5 separate regions of the Mus musculus genome follow, and regions 2, 3, 4 and 5 are each linked to region 1. The links are chromatin contacts, called in public HiChIP or PLAC-seq, Micro-C and promoter capture Hi-C maps. All regions are on one chromosome and are shown on one strand. The core of a region is the stretch at or near the end of the contact, and the rest is flanking DNA. Distances in the headings are between cores, read along the strand shown.

Evidence for each region. Promoter capture Hi-C pulls out the DNA fragments that hold promoters and counts their contacts. Hi-C and Micro-C count contacts between places; a contact is called where the count stands out from the background. HiChIP or PLAC-seq counts read pairs in DNA pulled down with a chosen protein or histone mark. Capture Hi-C pulls out chosen DNA fragments and counts their contacts.
Region 2: a promoter capture Hi-C map of pre-B cells shows a contact between it and region 1, with 2.0 times the contacts expected there. The contact joins the promoter of 2310057M21Rik here to the promoter of Htra1 in region 1. A contact is called at or near these places in 3 of 39 promoter capture datasets (hippocampal neurons, pre-B cells and trophoblast stem cells) and 1 of 115 datasets of contacts at active chromatin or transcription factors (embryonic stem cells).
Region 3: a contact with region 1 is called in a promoter capture Hi-C map of adipose tissue. The contact joins the promoter of Ate1 here to the promoter of Htra1 in region 1. A contact is called at or near these places in 6 of 39 promoter capture datasets (the 3T3-L1 cell line, embryonic stem cells, hippocampal neurons and 2 more), 2 of 484 Hi-C or Micro-C datasets (both in embryonic stem cells), 4 of 115 datasets of contacts at active chromatin or transcription factors (bone marrow-derived macrophages, embryonic stem cells and epiblast stem cells) and 4 of 9 other capture datasets (adipose tissue, liver, macrophages and 1 more).
Region 4: a contact with region 1 is called in a Micro-C map of embryonic stem cells, with 3 times the contacts expected there. The contact joins the promoter of Nsmce4a here to the promoter of Htra1 in region 1. A contact is called at or near these places in 1 of 15 datasets of contacts at CTCF or cohesin (the NIH/3T3 cell line), 3 of 484 Hi-C or Micro-C datasets (all in embryonic stem cells), 2 of 115 datasets of contacts at active chromatin or transcription factors (bone marrow-derived macrophages and embryonic stem cells) and 2 of 9 other capture datasets (adipose tissue and liver).
Region 5: a contact with region 1 is called in an H3K4me3 HiChIP or PLAC-seq map of embryonic stem cells, with 2.7 times the contacts expected there. The contact joins the promoter of Tacc2 here to the promoter of Htra1 in region 1. A contact is called at or near these places in 1 of 39 promoter capture datasets (neural stem cells), 2 of 115 datasets of contacts at active chromatin or transcription factors (embryonic stem cells and pancreatic cancer cells) and 1 of 9 other capture datasets (adipose tissue).

Annotation. Positions count from the first base shown.
Region 1 is chr7:130,934,917-130,937,482 of GRCm38.p6, reverse strand. It overlaps Htra1 (HtrA serine peptidase 1), which reads right to left and starts at 1,280. Exons shown (of 9, transcript NM_019564.3): 1 at 740-1,280. The coding sequence starts at 1,211.
Region 2 is chr7:131,361,436-131,364,001 of GRCm38.p6, reverse strand. 2310057M21Rik (RIKEN cDNA 2310057M21 gene) reads left to right here and starts at 1,276. Exons shown (of 6, transcript NM_026655.4): 1 at 1,276-1,494; 2 at 2,066-2,269. The coding sequence starts at 1,331.
Region 3 is chr7:130,518,281-130,520,846 of GRCm38.p6, reverse strand. Ate1 (arginyltransferase 1) reads left to right here and starts at 1,267. Exons shown (of 12, transcript NM_013799.3): 1 at 1,267-1,491. The coding sequence starts at 1,386. It overlaps Gm4275 (putative uncharacterized protein ZNRD1-AS1), which reads right to left and starts at 1,256. Exons shown (of 4, transcript XR_869987.2): 1 at 1,002-1,256.
Region 4 is chr7:130,546,084-130,548,649 of GRCm38.p6, reverse strand. It overlaps Nsmce4a (NSE4 homolog A, SMC5-SMC6 complex component), which reads left to right and starts at 1,269. Exons shown (of 11, transcript NM_001162855.1): 1 at 1,269-1,658. The coding sequence starts at 1,376.
Region 5 is chr7:130,576,163-130,578,728 of GRCm38.p6, reverse strand. It overlaps Tacc2 (transforming, acidic coiled-coil containing protein 2), which reads right to left and starts at 1,291. Exons shown (of 22, transcript NM_001004468.3): 1 at 1,213-1,291. The coding sequence starts at 1,245.

The DNA.
Region 1 (2,566 bases), core at 31-2,530:
AGAAAGGTCCCACAAGGAGAGAGAGGGTAGAGGGTGCATTTTTTTCTTCATCCCCAGTGGGCCCCTCCTCTACCTCAAATTTCACGGTCCACTACCTGGTTGAACTCAGGCAAAAGGACCAAAGGACCAAAAAAGGACCAAATCGTGGGCGTTTTTGTAAAGTTGATTTAAATCAATGGAGGAAGAGGGCCGGAGTTACTAAATCGTTTTCTGCTTAGGAGGCGGGGTGAGAAAAATGCTTGCTGAGTTGAGCAGAGATGTTCCCTCTCCCCAAAGTGAAAGTTTTCACGAAGAGGTTCTATAAGAAAAACACTGCTTAGATAGTTCCAAGAAGAGAGGACTCAGCAGAAAGGGAGAAGGAAGGGAAGGCGACAAGAGTTCTTGCGATCCCAAAGCCATGTATCTCAACATTGCCAAGATCCCTGGTATGATACGCGGCTTTCCCCAGCGCGATGCCTAGTCACCCCGGCCAGGGGGTGCTGGACCAAAGCGCGCAAAGCACCTGCTTGGCGTTTCTCGAAACGACCCGATGCTTGGCGCAGAAATAGGGCCGGAGGGAGCCTTTGAAACACAGCTACCCCGAGCCCCATCGTCTCTCTCTCCCACTAACTGGATGCCTAGAACACCCCGCAGTGCTTCTCTGCACCTCCGCATCCCCTCCCGACGGTCCTGACTGGTCGGGCTGAGTTGGCGAGAGTGGGGAGCCACCCAGGAGTGCAGCGCAGGGCGGGGCGGGTACCTTGGCCGCAGGCGCCGCGCTGCAGGACGATGACCGGCGGCTGGCGAAGCTTCTCGGAGCGGCGGCTGGCGGCGCGCAGCTGGCACAGGTTGGTGTAGGTCTTGGCGTCGCTACCACACACCGGCTCGCTGCTGGCACACACGCACAGGCCGGCCTGTGCGCGCCGTCGTACTGTGGCCGAGGCCGGCACCCCGAAGGGCACTACGCATTGCAGCCCCTCGCCGCAGGGACCCTCCTGCAGGCCGCACGCTGCACCCTCGAGCGCGCCGCACACCTCGCAGCAGCCGCACGCGTCGCGGACGCGGCCACCCTCGCAGTCCGTGGGCGGCGGGGCGCAGCGGGTGGGATCGCAGTGCTCGGGACAGACGGTGGCAGCTGGGGCCGAGCGGCCGGTCCCCGACGGCAACGCCAAGGAAGGAGCCGCTAGCAGCAGCAGTAGCAAAGACAGGAGCGTGGTACGCAGGGACTGCATGACGACTCCGACGGCCACGGGCTGGACCACAGCCGAAAAACCGCGCTCGGGACGGTGTGTCGGGGTCTTGGGGACAGCGGGTGCGAGTGTGCGCGGCCGTACGGTTAAGCCCATTGGCCTAGCGGCGGTGACGAAGCGCCAGGGGGACGGGCACCGCTCCCGGGAGGGGGGCCGATCGGGGACTGCCTGCGGGGACGAGGCGGGGCGGGCCGCGACTCCACCCTCCGGCTGGCTCAGTTTCTCATTCTAGGATTCTTTTTCCTCAGAGATTGAAGACCTTAAGACCAAAGTGGCACTTAACAGAGGGAAACCTGCCTAGCACTGCGCAATCGCCTGGAAAGTTCCCAGGTCGTCCAGTGCGGAGGGCGGTCACATCGACCCCGGCCACAGCTGCAATGGACCGGTGCCCAGCTTGGGGGACTGTGGCTGTGAACTTGACGCCGCCGTGGGAAGGCAGCGTCAGCAGGACTGGCAGAAACCCAGTGCCCAGACCTAGTTTCAAGTGAGAGAAGCAAAAAGCATTGGCGAATGACAGTGTAAACCTTCCTAACGCTTCTCTTTTAAAGTTGCTTTCGGTGGAGTGCATGCCATAGCACGCCTCGGGTATCTGGGTTTGGTACTTGGAGGGCCACCGGGAGCATGCCGTGGCCACCGGGCTTTGTACAGTTTGTACTTTTTCACCCTGAGCTGTTAGGGAATGCGTTGTTACCACACAGAAGCGCCCAGCCCGCGCCTGCAGTCCCAGCGCTCGGGCAAATCAAGGTGTCCCAAAACAAGATGTTTTATTTTGAGCTCTCACATGAGGATTTAAGTGACGTTTGGGACCGAGATGAGTCTAAGAATCATCAGGAAGAGCAACTGTCACCCCGGAGGCAGATCTCTGTGCCTGGCCAACACAGAACACATAAATCTTGTATTGGAAGATGAGAGAATTAAAGTATGTGCTGTCCCCACCTGAGTTCCCCATGCACCTCGCCATAACACACCCCAGGGTGGTGGGCAGAGTGCTGCTGACCCTGACTCAAGGAGGAGTCGCTGATAGGGCGCTAATCTACATCCGGGTTGTTCCCTTGTGCAGAATTCCTTAAAACAACTCCCCTCAAAGCAGTCCCCGAGGTAAGCCTCAACTTCGTCCAAGTCCCACACATCAAGGGGTAAGAGAGGGGTAAGAGAGACACACACCCACGCATATGCACATGCACACACACACAGTCTCTGATATGAGAAGTACTTTTGTGTCTGGCTGGAATCCTCAGACTACAGAAACATAGATGTCTACTGGTCCTCCTCTGTCCCCTGTGCTCTCTCCTCTTCCCTTCTGCCAGTAAACTCCCTTTTATACCAGTTCTGTTGCA
Region 2 (2,566 bases), core at 27-2,526, 430 kb before region 1:
TAAATTGAGCCTTTTAGAATTAAAGGTTACTGTTTCTAGATTTTGTTTATACTGAATCTCTGATTTCTCTTTCAAACTTGATGAACACATTATACATACACTCTGGTGACTGTCTATAGAATTCAATCATCTTTTTCTTGATGACATAAACACGTTTTTTGAACAGGGGTACACATACAGACTAAAATGAAAATTAAAGCAAAACGTTTTTTCTGAGCGATGAACAAAAAGTTCTGGGACAAAACTAGGTTATGGCTGAACAAAACTTCCCCAGAAATTATATATAAGGCCTCAAGCACAACTTTAAAATTCAGGTACTCCACATTTCTGTAAACAAATTTCTCCCCTCGCCTCAATAGATGTTTAAATTATCTACACAACCCACTTCAGGAAGATAATGGGGGTGGGTATGGGGTGGAACGACAGCCGATACCTAGCTTTCTTTCCAATGAGTATAAAGTTTCAAGTCCCACTTGTCACCACAGAAAGTTTGACCGTACAATGTACTTCTGAAGGGACCAAGGCCCATTGCCAGTTTTTGTCAAGGTTATGAGTGAGAAACCTTAAGTCGCAGCTTTGAGCCTCTTGGACATTTTTAACCTTGAGAATTCTGTCATTTAGGACGTGCAAGCACGCTCCACCGGGTTCCTGAGGCTCGGAAGCCGGGTCTTAGTGGGTTCAGTGTTTAGTGCCTTCGGCCACTCAGCATTATTCTGCAATGCTAAGCGCCGCGCTCCACTCTACAGCCCACGGAGGTGACCTGAGCAGTGAAACAACGCGATCAGCCGTGGTCGCACTGCTTCAAAAGCAGCCTGCATGGCCTTCACTCCACGGGCTGGCGCAGGAAGGGTCCCCGGAGTCCTCTTCCGAGGACCTCGGATTGGGAGCTGGCTTTACAGGCTGCTTGAGCCAAGGAGACCGCACCTATCTGCTTTGGTACCACCCTCAGGGTGCCGACACCGCCCAGGCGCCACCCCACCTCCCACCCTAAAGCGTCGCTGCTTTGCCAACGTGGAAATAAACCCCTGGGTTCCCGCGCGCAGAGCACTGCGCATGCGCGCGGCACCTGCCCCAGGAGCGGAGGAATTCCGCGCACGAGCCAACCCCTGGCTCTTTTCCGCGGAGATTTTAAACCAACTTCTGGAAGGGAGACGAACACGCATGCGCACGTGTGGTGGTTGGGTCCCGGGATGGGAAGGGTTGGAGTGGGATGGGGTGGGGTCGGGGGAAGAACCGGAAGTTGTGCTGAACCTTCACCTCCCCTGGGCACTGAAGGAAACGCAAGCTCTGCGAGAGAGGTTCCGACGCCGCCTGGGTTGGAGGAGACAGAATGGAGACCGCGATCGAAGACGCGGGACTGGACCGCGGCCCGACGCTGACCTCGTCCTGGGATGCGGCGTGCGGGGCGCTGACCCAAAGCCTTTTTCTTACCCGGACTGGGCCACGTGCCCAAGACTTGGACTTCGAGCAGCTACTGGAGCCGCCAGCTCCGAGGTGCGCCGGGCCAGGGCCGGGGTCGGGTGACAGTCACGCTGCTGAGGAGCCGGGAGGAGGACGGGAGCCGAGACGGGCGAGGGAGCCGAGCGAGGCCGCGGGGACGGCATGGGGGAGAGCGGTGGTGCCTGGAGGTGGGCGAGGCTGCGGGCAAAGGGTGCGCGCTGGGCCGGAGAGGCCGGGAAACTCGTGTTCAAGATGCCCTCCTGTTACAATCCTCCTCGCCCCCCACCCGCGAACGCCCCCAGTCTTCTATTTGGGGGGAACAAGAACCACGGCGTCTTGGAAAAAGACACATGGTTGTTTTAACATTCAGTAAACGCTTTTAATTGACTGCGAATGAATTAGATAGTTGAATAGGCTGTCCACGGTCTAGGAAAAGTGGACGGGAATGAATGCCCTGACGCCTCAAACCTCTGTTCCTTATTAATTCTGTGAGAAGTATCTGTGGGTGATGGGGAAGGTTCTTGGTTCTCATGGCAAGTAGAGGTGAGTTTGAAAGGATTAATGGGTTATGCTTCTACTCGGAAAACTTATCTCTGTGATTTTTTTTTTTCAATTTTCTTCTCAGCCAGGATCCGGTTAGTCTGAAAAGCAGCCTGAGCCCCCGAGATGAAAACCCCTGCTTCATTTACCTGAACTGTGGCCCTAATGGGGGTGAAGAAATCCTTTCGGTTGGCGTTCTGAGTTCAGCAAGAAACATGGAAGTATACTTAGGAGAGGAGTATTGTGGAACCAGTCGAGGCAAGACTGCCTGCACTGTCCTGGATGACAGGTTTGTGACTTGTCTAGATGAAAGTGTTCATATGAATCAGTGTCTTTATTCTCAGCTCGTAATGTTTGTGGATTTTCTGAGACTGACAGGACAGGAGTCATTAGGGAAGAGAAGTTAAAAACATGCCAATAGACATAGGTTAGACCACTAAGCCTTCCAACGGCAGGGTTGATGAGCAAGCTTAAAAATATGGAGATTTCGGGCTAGTTAACTGGAAGTGAGTTGGCGGGTCACTGGTAATTAGTGGAAGAGCTTTATTAGAATGCAGTCCAGGTAAGCATTCTTGTTCTCACGTAT
Region 3 (2,566 bases), core at 18-2,517, 420 kb after region 1:
GTTGAGGCTGTATTTTTCCATCCTTTCAATCTTACATGAGTGGCTCAGAATTGTCTGCCCGTCAAGGTTTCAGGGTCTACAATGCCTTCTGGATGCCTCCAGCATTGGATGAAGGTTGTACACATATCTACTTGCAGGCTAAACACCCACAAACATAATTAAAAAAAAAAGTTTCCTGATTGCACTTTCTAGACACTGCAAAAAGGAATTCACCATATTGTCGACTATGGAAATTATGCCAGACAGACTTAAACATCTGTGTACGCAGAGGAGAAAGCTAAGGAATATTATCTTGGTAGGAGCATGCCTTTATTTTTACACTTTGCCTCACAACCTCATTCCCTAAAACACGTTCTTTGCAAATTGGAGACCCATGGAGTGAATTCAGATTATGTAAATGTTCAGCCTGAAGAGTTAAAAATTCTTTTTGAGTGATATTTAAAACTCCCTTTAAAAGAGGAAAGTGTCGCTTCGTCATTGGACATTCCGCTCTAGCAGAGTTGTTTGGATTCTAGATCCCTCTCTATCAAGCCAGCTCCGGCTCCTCGTTCCTCACAGGTGGTCAGGCGCAGAACTCGAGGTTAACCTTCAACTACAGAGCGCAAATGACCGGGTGAATCCCAACCTGGAGCCTCAGTTTCCCTATCTGTAAAGCGGGCTGAGAGATCGCGTCAGTGACAAGGACTGCTGTTGACTGGACAAGTAACCTGCTGGCCACTAAACACTGGGTTCCGAGACGCACCCCTGCAACCCAGGCTGGCGGCCAGTGGCCTGACCGGGGATCGGCGGAGAGCCGCGAACCCGGCAACCCCCGCGCTCTCGGCCCTTCCCCGAGGTTCCCCGCGCTGAGAGGCGTGGCCGCTCCTCAAGCCCACAGCGGCGGCCATGGCCTCGGTGGTGGAATACAAGGGCCTGAAGGCCGGCTACTACTGCGGCTACTGCGAGTCCAGGGAGGGCAAGACGTCGTGTGGTGAGTGTCCCGCCGTCCAGGTCGCCTTTACCGGCTTCAGCCAGGCTCTCGCTACGTCCTGGCAGGCCTGCCGCGCGGGTTGAGGCCGTTGGTCACCCGACTCCAGCTTCCCGGTCCCATTGGTCTCTCCTCAGCCGGCTTCCTTTCCATCCCGGTCTTCCCGCCCTCGCCCTCCCTAGGGGGTAGCCGCCCCTCACAGAGGAGGAACGGAACTAGCGGACGGCTGCCCGCAGTCAACATGGCGCGGGCGGCGTCAGTGACGTAGGGCGTCCGGTCCTTCCAGCCCGGGAGCACTCGAGTGGCTTCGCGCGATCTTCGGAGGCGCGCGCGTTGCATTGTGGGGTGGTGGAGGCGAAGGCGGCGGTAGCGGCGGCTGCGTAGGACTGGGTGGCGCAGCGGCGGCGGGGTCGCGGACATGGCTTCTTGGAGCGCGCCTTCACCTAGCCTTGTAGAGTATTTTGAGGGCCAGACCTCCTTCCAGTGTGGCTACTGCAAGAACAAGTTGGGCAGTCGCTCCTATGGTGAGCGAGCTCGGCCGGCGGGCGTGTGCTTCGGGCTCTGTGAGGGTCTTGGGTGGCCGCAGCCTGGGGGAGCGTCGTGAAGAGCCGGGTGTCCTCCACCCTTGCTCCCTCAGCGGCTGCTCTGGGAGACGGGAAGGGAGATGGGGAGGCTCCTGGGAGCTGACGGCCGCCCTGCATCCATCCCCGCGGCAGCCGAGGCCCCCTGCTGCATGTGTAGAGGGGCGTGTGCGTGCACACCTGTTCGCTGTCATTTTGGAGAAAGTGTCTGGGAGAACGTACTGGAAACCGAGATCGGCTTGATATTTTGATAAAATACCTGCTCGACTTTTTTTTTAAATCAGGGATTTATACCATGTCATTGTGCCAATCCATCTTGAAGACCGTAATAACGGTGTTCCTTCAGGCTTTAGGTTTCTTTTCTTTTTATTTTATTTTATTTTTCTGGCTTTTCGAGACAAACGTTTTCTGTGTAGCTCTGGCTGTCCTGGAATCCACTCTGTAGACCAGGCTGGCCTGGAATTCAGAGATCCGCCTGCCCCTGCCTCCCGAGGGTCTGGGATCAAAGGTGTGCATCACCACCGGGCTAGGATTCAGGTTTCTTACGGAAGATTTGTTTGTAAGCCGAATATGTACTTATTGTCTGCCGTGTCATGATCGGCAAATACAGAATCTAGGATGGATGGTTTAGAATAATCCTGCAGGTGGAAGCAAGGTAACTTGACTATAAATTTAGGTTAGAGATTTACCCGTTTTGAAAGACAGTTTAGTGGTTTGGCTGTGCACGGGATTTTGGTTTATGGATGCATTAAAAGTGTTTATTAGGAGAAAGTGTATTATTAGGTGAACCGCGGCCTTGGGTAGACAGTTATACAATCGTTAGATGCACGGATTACGAAGACCAGTTAAGTGAAAAAAACGCTTGGAGCATAGGGTTAAATAAACAGGATGCAGATGACAGCCGAGTACACGTGACAGCTGAGAGGAATACGGTCCAATAAAGCCCAAATAAGGCCAAGAAAGCACATCAAATGACAGTGGCTCACTTTGAGTGATAGAGATACTATTCTTTTTCAGA
Region 4 (2,566 bases), core at 20-2,519, 390 kb after region 1:
AATGATATCTCAGTAGCAGTGAGCTCACTAGGCTTTGGATCTTGGTCTCAAAATCCTCTCAGCCTTTGTGAGGTAGTTAGATTCACGAGGATCAGGAACTCAATATTAGCTTCAGCTACAGGGTCAGTTTGAGGCCAGCCTGGGTTACATGAAATCCTATGTGAGAGGGAGGGATGGAAGAAGGAGAAGTGTGTGTGTCAGAGGGTAGATTACCTCAGGATTCCTAAGGTGGCATAAAAACTGGTACATGGGCGGGCGGTGGTGGCACATGCCTTTAATCCCAGCACTTGGGAGGCAGAGGCAGGCAGATTTCTGAGTTTGAGGACAGCCTGGTCTACAAAGTGAGTTCCAGGACAGCCAGGGCTACACAGAGAAACCTTGTCTCAAAAAACAAACAAACAAAAAACAACAACCAAACTTGTACACGGCAGTGTGGATCCATAATCCTAGTGCGTTGGAAGTGAAGACAGGAAAATGCCTAGATCTTGCTGGCTATTTAAGTCCTGTCAAAAAGACGAGTTCCAGGTTCAGCTAGAGATGCCTTATGGTAAAGAACGTGGAGAGTGGGCTGGAGAGATGGTTTAGAGGTTAAGAGCACTAGTTCTCATAGGAGTAGGGTTCCATCGCCGTTATCCACAGGGCAGCTCACAAACCCTTCTTAACTCCGGTTCCAGAGGAGGTGTGCACGTCCTATTTTGACATCTGAGGGCACTGCATACATTTCGTCCACAGTGTGCACGCAAATAAAGGATGTATATACACACACAACAAATCTAAAAAATGTGGAACTGAAAGAGGAAGACCCCTGAAGCCAACCTGCCGTTTGTACCCGCAGATGCACACTTGTGCATGCGTATCTATGTACAGTGCACACACACACAATTACATGGAATGATATGTATACATGTATCTTTGAAACCACATTGCATATAATTATCTTCCTCAGACCTGTTATAGGGTATCTGTTGTTAGAGAATCAGCTGTGAACCTGCCGTGTGGTGGTGCAGATATTTAGAAGGAGGCTTAACAGTTTACTATGGTACAGTCAAGGAACCCTGTTTTGTTTGTTGTATCCTCCCCAAGGCCAGAGGAGCCAAAGAGACAATGGGAAGATGCATGACTAAGTGGGGTGGGCATTAGGATCAGAGATCTAAAGTCCTAAGACTCTTGCTTGCAGGGTGGAGTAACTAAGAACCAATGCGAGGCACAGACACAGCCAACGCCGCCGCGACCTCCGGGCCACAGGTGTCGCTGTGTGCTCACGCGCCAGCCGGGGAGCTGCGTTGCTCCTGGAGCCGGCGCTCGAGCCCAGCCGGGGGTTTCAGTTTCTGGCGCGAACTTCCGCCGCTCCGAAGTTGCAAGGCGAATTGGCGCGATGTCTGGCGACAGCAGCGGCCGCCGGTCTGAGGGCCGGGGCCGGGGCCGCGACCCGCACCGGGATCGCACCCGCTCCCGGTCCCGCTCGCGGTCCCCGCTGGCCCGCCGCGGCGCCGCGCCGGAGCGCAGGGAGGCAGCGGAGCGTCCGAGCTTGGAGGACTCCGATCTGTCTGATTCTGGGGACGAGCTGATGGACCCGGCCTGCTTGGAGGCCGAGTACGACCAGGGCCTGTGCCGCCAGATCCGCCATCAGTACCGCGCTCTCATCAACTCTGTCCAACGTAAGGTGGCGCTTTGTGGCTGCGCGGGCCGGTGGCGTTCCATGGCTGGGGAGGGCGGTGGAGGTGCAGGCGCTGGCCGGTCTGCGCAGGCTCGCGGCAGCGCGCTTTCGCTTGTTTACGAAGTGCAGCCTACGCGACCTTGGCGGCGGCCGCGCAGGTGCTGTGTGGCCGGCTGGAAAAGCGGGAGACCAGACCTGGTGGTGACTTGAGCTCAGCTAGCCAGTAGGGAAGACAAGCACACACCACCAGATTTTTGTTCAATCTAGCTTGCTCCTCGTGGGCGCCTGAGCTATGGAGTCCCTTGGGATTGCTAAAATGCACATTTCCCTGCCCAGCTCGGATACACTGAATCAGAAATGCTGTACAGGCCCAAGCGTTTGTTGTGTGGCTCTCCAGATGAGCCTGTTGCTTGAGAAGTTGACAATCCTTTCTTAATCGAGCCCTTGTATTGGGAAGCCGAAGAGTCATCCCTTTGCACATTTGGGGAGCAAGTGTTTCCTGTCAAGAGTTCAAGTTTTGAGGGCTGGGGAGATGGGCAGATGCTTCTCTTGCGACCTTAATTAGATTCCCCAGAACCCTCTAAAGTGTCTCCTAAAAGTAGTTCTGTAAACTTGTATCCTCAGCCGAGGGGAAGCAGAGACCCTGGGTCTCTTTGGCCAGCTCACCTAGCCTTCTTGGCTAGTTCTATAGATAGATAGATAGATAGATAGTTCTATAGATAGATAGATAGATAGATAGATAGATAGATAGATAGATACCCTGTCTCAAAAGGCAAAGGTGATGGTGCGCTGAGGGAAGGACATCAAAGGTTGACCCCAGGCCTTCTGCACACACAGACGTTCAATTTGCTTGGAACAGTAGTAACATTGTCTCTTTCTGTAAAAGATAAAGCCTTTTTCTGTTAAAGA
Region 5 (2,566 bases), core at 42-2,541, 360 kb after region 1:
ACAGGCTTCTGACTTCTTTAGAACAAATAGGAAAATCTTACTGTACTGGGCCACTTTTGCCTAGGACCACAATCTGATGGAGTCGGGTGATAGCTGCATTCATTAGGCTAGAACCCACCTATTTGCCACAGTCCTTACCTCTCCCTATTGTCTCATACCCACTGTTAATTGCTTCTGGCCTGACACCCAAAATTGCTGGATTTTGCCACTTTATTTTTTTTTTTCTTTTTGAATTAATATTTTCCTGCCTGAGGAAAAAAAATCTTCCCAAATTGATTGGAAAGAAGAAGTGAGAATGCATTTTTTTTAAGTGTGCCTGTGTGTATGTGTGTGTGCATGCGTGTGTGGGCTCACTTGTGTGTAGGACACTCTTAATGCTGGATGTCATTCCTCAGTACTGTCCACCTTGTTCTTTGAGACAGGGTCTCTCACTGAAGCTAAAACTTCCCCTGGGTGCTCCTGTCTCCACCTCGCCAGTGCTGGGATTAAAAGTGCTTCCCTCTGTACCTGGCTTCTGTACAATTGTATGTAGGTTCTGTAGGACTGAGTTCTGGCCCACACACTCAGGGAGCACACACTTCAACTAAGGTATTCCCTAGCTGCAGGCTGCTTCTTAAATCTAACTTCTGCAATCAAAGAGGCCCATACCATTAATCCAAAAATGTCACGGCCTGTGAGACAACAGGAAAGTGTCGTCCCCCCCCCGCCCCCCATGGCACTAAGCTAATATCCTCAAACTTAAAGTAAATACTGGCAAAGCTTGGATGTGTATTATTAACCTAGACTTACATGAAGGAAGTGAAAAGTCCACTTCAACTGTGAAAAACTTGTCTGAAACAACTATTTGCATTAAATCAGCTCTGCATTCACACATTTGCAAATCATTTCAATCTCTGCCTCATCTGTGGAAGTTGCTGAGTAGGTAAAATCTGGAGGGAATGTGCTCGTTTCTCATTATAGCAGTTTTAAAAGCACAGGATACAAGGGAGTGCTCAGGACTCACAAAGCAGGGCTGCTGAGGTACTAAAGGAATTCTGAAAATGTAAGGAAGGAATGGCCCCACAGGTACAAGTATGTCACATGGGTCCAGGCCGAGGACTTGTCCTCCCTTGCCTCTCGCTCGCTCGCTCGATCGATCGATCGAGATGAGATGTTGGGGGGCTAGTGTGAGACCTGCACAGCAGGAGGTGGGAGAGAGTTTCCTGAACCCACCTGGTGGTCCGAGGTGCTGTTCTCGTTGCCCATGGTGACTCAGGGTGCCCAGCGTCCCTCGCAATGTTGGTCAGAGTGACTAGAAAAAACGAAAGGGCATAAACACCTGGAAAGGGGAAGGAGAGCCGAGGTTTTCTCTTCTGCTCATCTCCCCAAACTCAGAGGCAGACAGCGAATGTTTATCTCTTCAGCCACATCATGGAAAATCACTTTGGAAGGGCTTTCTTTTGCAACATGCCATCCAGACATCTTTCCCAATACGGGCTGGTGTTTTCACTCCCCGCCCAGGGTTGGCTGCAGCTTCTGAAAGGCAAGTTTGTTCCTGAAGCTGAGTTAGCGCCAGCGTGCACACATATGCACATACACAAACGAATGACAACTCCCTCCACCCCAACCGCAAATGCCAAGTAGCCTGGGGTACAGCGCTCCCAGGAGGGTTTTCTGTTTCCAACTATACTCAGTTAGGAAACTCAGTGCGGCTGCTTTCTCTTTCTCGCTGCTGGTGAGAGTGCAGCCTGCTGTCAAACATTAGGAGGTGTGAACCTACTACTCTCCAACAACGTGGTTTTCTCATTCTTCCCTCTGAACACTTGTCTCATCGACTTACCTTCACTTCTGTGTATGTGGGCTCCTTGCTGATGGAAATGACGATCTGGGAGCCAGGCTAGGAACAAGTTCCCATATGAAGCTGCCGAGGGGCATTCAGTGACATATTAACAATCCTCCTAACTTAAATGTGCCCTAACAATTATCAGAGAGGCACTACCCCTTGCCTGACATCACTTGCTAGATTTCAGGGATCGACCTGGCATGCTCACTTTCTTTCTTTATGGAGAAACCAAACCATAGAAACTTTAAACGATCCTAATTTAAAGCTGGTGCCTTAGAGAACACCAGATACACACAGTGGGAAGGACCAGAGTTCAAGGCCCAGAACCCATATAAAAAGTCTGCTGGGGTTGCATGCGGTTGTGATCTCAGCAATCCTATAGTAAGAGGTAGAGGACTGGAAGGAAGCTGGCAGGCTAGCTAGCCTGGAGTGGGAGCCCCAAACAAGAGGGTCCTTCTTAGCCTTGATAGTAAGTAGTGAAGAGGATTCTTGAACGCTGTCCTCTCATTCCTGGGAATGAGCTATAGCAGGAGTATATCTCCAGGTGTGTGTGTGTGTGTGTGTGTGTGTGTGTGTGTCCCCACACACAAAAAAACAAATAGAAACTAATAAATTAAAAAAAAAAAACCTGTTGGCTTGCTTAGTCATTCAACTAACTTGGAGTAACCAGTACAGACTATGCATACCGAACAATCATTGACCAATAGAATATAAGTATTGTGAGCAGACCCAATTACAATGTGT